Linked DNA regions of Bos taurus: region 2 is linked to region 1. A link is a contact called in public Hi-C data. All regions are on one chromosome and are shown on one strand. Each heading gives the region's core, a stretch centred on a gene start, on an enhancer-like site or on the middle of the called end of the contact. The rest is flanking DNA. Distances are from core to core; before and after follow the strand shown. Region 1 overlaps RAD51B (RAD51 paralog B). Region 2 has its middle 8.9 kb from the start of ZFP36L1.

Region 1 (2,672 bases), core at 47-2,546:
AAATGTGATCACCTTGAAAATCTGTCACTAACTATAAAACAGTCATCATAATAATAATTCTAGGCAAGTTTTTGGTGCATTTTGAAAAATTATAATGCCAAACATATATTAGAAAGAGAAAGAGAGAGAAAGGTCATTGAATATCATATGTGAATCAAAGTAATGGGTGATCTGAAAGCAACAAGTACTGATTTGCTTTAAAATTTCTGGTATAAATACTCCCAGCTTTTAGATGTAAATTAATTCTGAAGAACACCACTTACATCAACAATAGAGACAATCATGCATAAGGTACGCACTATTTATAATACTGTCATTAGTTAGTAGATACTAAAACTCATTGACCAAAGGCCTCTGTAAGGAAGGGTTCGATTTCTGGCTATGGGAGGATAGTCAGCAAACAGCATCCAACATTAACTCCTTCAGGGTCAGCCCCAGTTTTAGAGGTCTCCTTGCCTGAGGTCATGACCTTCCAGGAGTAGATCACACCCATACCCCTTAACTAAGGGGGCATCAGTGGAGGGGGGAGGGAGTATAAAGTCCACAGCAAGTTCTAGACTAAACCTGATTTTTAATTATTAATATAATGCTAGCTTATTATTAGTCTAGTGGAGGGATTTTTTTCTCTCTCTTTTTAAAATTTATTTTTAATTGAAGAATAATTTTTTATAGTATGAATCAGCCATAGGTATACATATGTCCCCCAGCATCAAGATATGATGCTTTGAACTGTGGTGTTGGAGAAGACTCTTGAGAGTCCTTTGGACTGCAAGATCAAACCAGTCAATCCTAAAGGAAATCAACTCTGAATATTCATTGGAAGGACTGATGCTGAAGCTGAAGCTCCAATATGTTGGCCACATGATGCAAAAAGGCAACTCACTAGAAAAGACTCTGATACTGGGAAAGATTGAGGGCAGGAGGAGAAGGGGGTGACAAAGGATGAGATGGTTAGTTGGCATCACTGACTCAATGGACACGAGTTTGAGCAAACTCCGGGAGATACTGAAAGACAAGGAAGCCTGGGGTGCTGCAATCCATGGGGTCACAAAGAGTCAGACACAACTTAGTGACTGAACAACAATAACTCCCTTATGAATTTCTGTCCCACCTTCCACCCCATCCCGCCCCTTTAGGTTGCCATGGAGCACCGGTTTGAACTTCTTGTGTCATACAGCAAATTCTAGTGGGAAGATTTTTTTTTTTTTAACTCTAAAACTTGCTACAGGGTTGACTGAAGCTCTGTTGGATCCAACTCTCTGTTGCAAAGAGTTGGCTCTTTGCACAACTCAATTCCTCCCTCTGTTCAATCCTGCCGCTTCCCCTGTCTTTTGCGAGTATTGATTCCCAACAACATCTTGCACTAAAAAGTCCATTTCAGTGTATACTTTTCCGGAACCCAATCTGAAACAGTTAGCTGTCAAAAATTCACCCATTTGTTCAACACACAAGGCCTGTTCTAGATACTGGAGATTCAGTGGTGAATAAATTTTACTCTTGCTGGACTTCAATTCTAGTAGGGGAAAAGAATAAATTCACAAGTACATGCGATCAATGCAGACAGTGATAGAAATACCAGAAGAAAATGAACCAGGGTAACTGGGGTAGAGGGAGCACAGAGCAGGTGGGAAAGTGGAATGTTACTTTAAATGAGGAGTTCAGGGAAGTATTTCTAGGAGATGACTTTCTAATCAAGACATGCCAGTGATGTGAAGGTCAGCACTGACAGCATTCTAAGCGGCTGTCTGCACTGTTGTAGGTCCAAGGGTCCTGGGGCAGGAACAGGTCTGGTACAATGAAGCGACTCTGGAAGGCCAGTGTGGTTCAAGCGTGGTATTACAAGGTAAAAGTCAGAGAAGAAGATGTGGACCAGCTCACATATCTTCATTACTGGACACTTAGTAACTCAAAAGGTAGAACTCTTATTAACATGATTAAGAGCACAGGTTTGGGAGTAGACAACCTAGTTTCAAATCCTGGCTCTACCTCTGACTAGCTGCTGACCTTGAGCAGGGTACTAACCTCTCTGAACCATATAGCTTTCATGACAATACACTGAAAGGTTATCTTGAGTGTTAAGTGAGATAATATTTAAAAAAACAGTTTAGCATGGTGCCTAGCACCTAGGAAGGGCTCAGTAAATTGTAGCTGCAATTATTATTTTTGACCCTAGCAATAGCACAGTTTCTAACATTCAGCAGGTACTCAGAAAGTGCAAGTTGGTGACATAAAATCAAATCCGGACTGTACATATACTCTGTCCTCCTCTGTTTAAACAGTAGAGGAAACTATCAAGTTCAACTGAGGAGACAAGAAAGTGACAAAGGGGCCTTATTTGTTCAACAAATATTTATTAAGGACTGACATGTAAGAACTAAACTTCCTACCTCCATGGGACTTACAACCTAGAAGAGGAAAAGAAGTTGTGCTAATCATTCTCCAGCTGTCTATGACAAGAGCTATCCAGGCATAGACTAACTAGGATTCAGAGTCCGGAGGTGACCAGTAATCGCTCCTTCGAGGGTACCGTCAAAGGTGATGGGGTTTCTGATGAGCAAAGATGGCAGAAGGGACTCATCCTGGGAAAACAGGGTGTACCAAGAGAAGTATAATGTGAAGACAGCAAGTACATCATTAGGGAATGTCTAGTCCAGGCTGGCTGGAAGACAGTT
Region 2 (2,672 bases), core at 127-2,626, 560 kb before region 1:
TCCTGTGCTCTGGGCTGGCAGGGAGTCCAAGGAGGTGTGAGCCCAGAGCTGGCAGGGAACCTCCCTGAGCCCCTCTGTGGCCAGAGAAGATAAGAGCTATGCAGAGAGAGCGGGAAGTAAGGCCTCCAGAGAGGAAGGTGGGGCAGGAAAGGCCAGGCCTGCCTTTGTCAGCCAGCTTCCTGGGGCAAGAGGCCTACGTCCTCACCTCCTTCCCTGAAACTTGGGGCATCTCTGTTTTGGGGGTCTTTGCAAGGTCTGTCCTGGCTGGGCAGGGCCTCCATGGCTGTTGGCCCTGCAAATCATTTTGTTGTTGTTTAGTCGCTCAGTTGTGTCCACCTCTTTGCAACCCATGAACTGCAGCACTCCAGGCTTCCCTGTCCTTCACTATCTCCTGGAGCTTGCTCAAACTCATGTCCATCGAGTCAGTGATGCCATCCAACCATCGCATTCTTTGTTTCCCCCTTTTCCTCCTGCCCTCAATCTTTCCCAGCATCAGGTCTGCAACTTATGGTCTGGCTTTTGGTTAAACTTTTCCCCTTGCAGCAGCTCAAAGACATCAGCTCTTTTGGCCACTGAGCAATGATTCACCTTTTTGGGCCTTGAAGCCTCACTTTTGGGGAGGAGTTTGGGAGCCTGCTCTACCTCAGTGTTACCCTGGTGAAAGTGGGGGGACCTTTGGGAGGAATGGGGAGGCAAATGTGAGACAGGTTTTGCATTCAAGTGGATCATAAAAAGCACTGGTTATGGGCAGACATGGTCAAAGCAGGAAGATGTTTTTATGGCATGGAGGTTGGAGCCCTTCAACTTGGGTTCAAATCCCAGCTCTACTTATGCCAGCTTGTTCCTTGGGTGAGTGACTCAACCTTGAATTTTCCATCTGTATCTTAAGGGGTGACTGTGAGGATTAAGCGAACCATACCAATGATTGCTCTCCATCAGTGCCAGGTAGTCTGAGAACTTTGTGTGTGTTAACTCGTTAAATGCTCATAGTGAACACTCAGAGGAAGTTCAATACTACCACGATTTTACAGATGGAGAATTTGGGGTGCAGAGAAGTTCCCTCATTTGTCACATGGTTAGAAGTGTCAGGATTTGAACACAAGTAGGCCAGCTCCATGCCTGCCTTTCACTATTATGTCTCAGACACCAAATGCTTTTGGCATAGTCCCCCATAGTAACTGCAGATTGACAGTGTTAGTTCCTATCTCCCTTGGCTTTTCTGGAGATTTTGCAGGGACGTGAGAGGCGACCAGTTGGATTAGATGACTCTGCACGCACCCCCTCCACTGGGTGTCATGATCTCATGTCCCACGGGGCCCTGGATTGAAGTGTTTGGAGGACGGTGCCCAGGAGGAGGGGCAGGCCACCGCCTTGGACTTTCCCCTTCTTTGCCTGTCATGGGGTGGCTTCTGTTAATGACTGACAGGGCAAAGGGTGCCTGGGGCTGCCTCGAGAGTTGGCCTTGTGCCCTTCTTCCCCCAGGGTCTCCCTCCCTGCATGTAACCAATCATTGAATCACATCTGGCTGGATGGACCTGAATGCTACCTGAGTTCAGGGGGCGGGGACAGGTGACCAGCCACGGTCCTCCCCTCTCCTTGCAGGTGGCCCCCTCAGGCCGGCCTCTGCCAGCAAACGAGGATTCAGAGAGGTGGGAAGCGAGGTGGAATCTTGGCCTTTTCTTGAGGTCAGATCAGCACTGGAGGGCCCTAGGATGACCCACCTCTCGGTGGGTAAAGCTTGGCCTACAGAGAAACCTCCAAGGACTTATGATACTTCTCCAGGAGCCTTGAAGGGTTACATCTGAGTTACCACTGTGGGAACTTAGTCTCTGAGGGAATAGGGCAGGGGCTACTCGCATGCCAGGTTGGGATCGCTCCACTTGCCCACGAGAGCTAGTTGCTGATCGGGGGCCAAGGCTGCCTCCACCACACGTAGGCTGTTTGCAGTTCTTTCGACATATCGGCAGAGGCTGGGTCTCAAGGTACAGGGCTGGGAGTGACGACTGTGCCTGTGCTATCAGGGGGATAGTGAAAAATAAATATTGGCAATGGCCAAAGCAGAGGCAATTTTCTCACCACCGGAAGCCAGTCAGGTAGCTGCTCCTGACTCCCAGTAGTATTTCGGGGAGAAGGAGCTCATGACCATGTGGGACAGAGTTCATTTCTGCCCACCCCAGCACTGCAGGAGGGAGGGAGGCTCTGTTGCCCAGGTAACGAGTTAGTTTTAGAGTTAGGAGTCTGGATTCAAGTTCCTGCTTGGAGTCAACTGCACTCTGAGACTTCAGGCTAAAAACTTAGTTAAGCAGCTCAAGGGCCCCTCTTTCCTCATTTGCAAAATGGGATTATGATGATAATGATGAGGACAAACACCTAATTCAATGGATAAACTCTGGCAGAGGCACACAATAGAATACTATACAGTGATATAAAAGGATAAATGACATGTATATACACAATACCTTGGCTGAACTGCAAAAACAGAAAGCTGAATGAAAGAAGCCTGTCACAAAAGAGCACATTTTATCTGAGTTCATGTGTAAGAGGTTCATACGCAGGCAAAACTGCTGTACACCGAGACTTGATTAGAAGAACACAGGAAAGTTCAGTGAACTGCATACTGAAGACTTATGCACTTTACTGCATGCAAGCTACACCTCAAGAAGAGAAACAGA

What was found. Hi-C and Micro-C count contacts between places; a contact is called where the count stands out from the background.
Region 2: a contact with region 1 is called in a Hi-C map of liver, with 2.1 times the contacts expected there. The contact joins two enhancer-like sites. A contact is called at or near these places in 2 of 11 Hi-C or Micro-C datasets (liver and skin fibroblasts).

What each region holds. Positions count from the first base shown.
Region 1 is chr10:80,053,290-80,055,961 of ARS-UCD2.0, reverse strand. All of the region lies in intron 7 of RAD51B (RAD51 paralog B), which reads right to left. Among named protein-coding and RNA genes, the nearest start is that of RAD51B, 380 kb to the right of the region's middle. Within about 2 kb of position 1,296, at least 3 of the 102 cell types and tissues checked have an H3K27ac peak or open chromatin away from gene starts, as enhancers often do. A contact at or near this core is called in liver, where this site is marked.
Region 2 is chr10:80,609,830-80,612,501 of ARS-UCD2.0, reverse strand. No RefSeq gene overlaps it. Among named protein-coding and RNA genes, the nearest start is that of ZFP36L1, 8.9 kb to the left of the region's middle. Within about 2 kb of position 1,376, at least 12 of the 102 cell types and tissues checked have an H3K27ac peak or open chromatin away from gene starts, as enhancers often do. A contact at or near this core is called in liver, where this site is marked.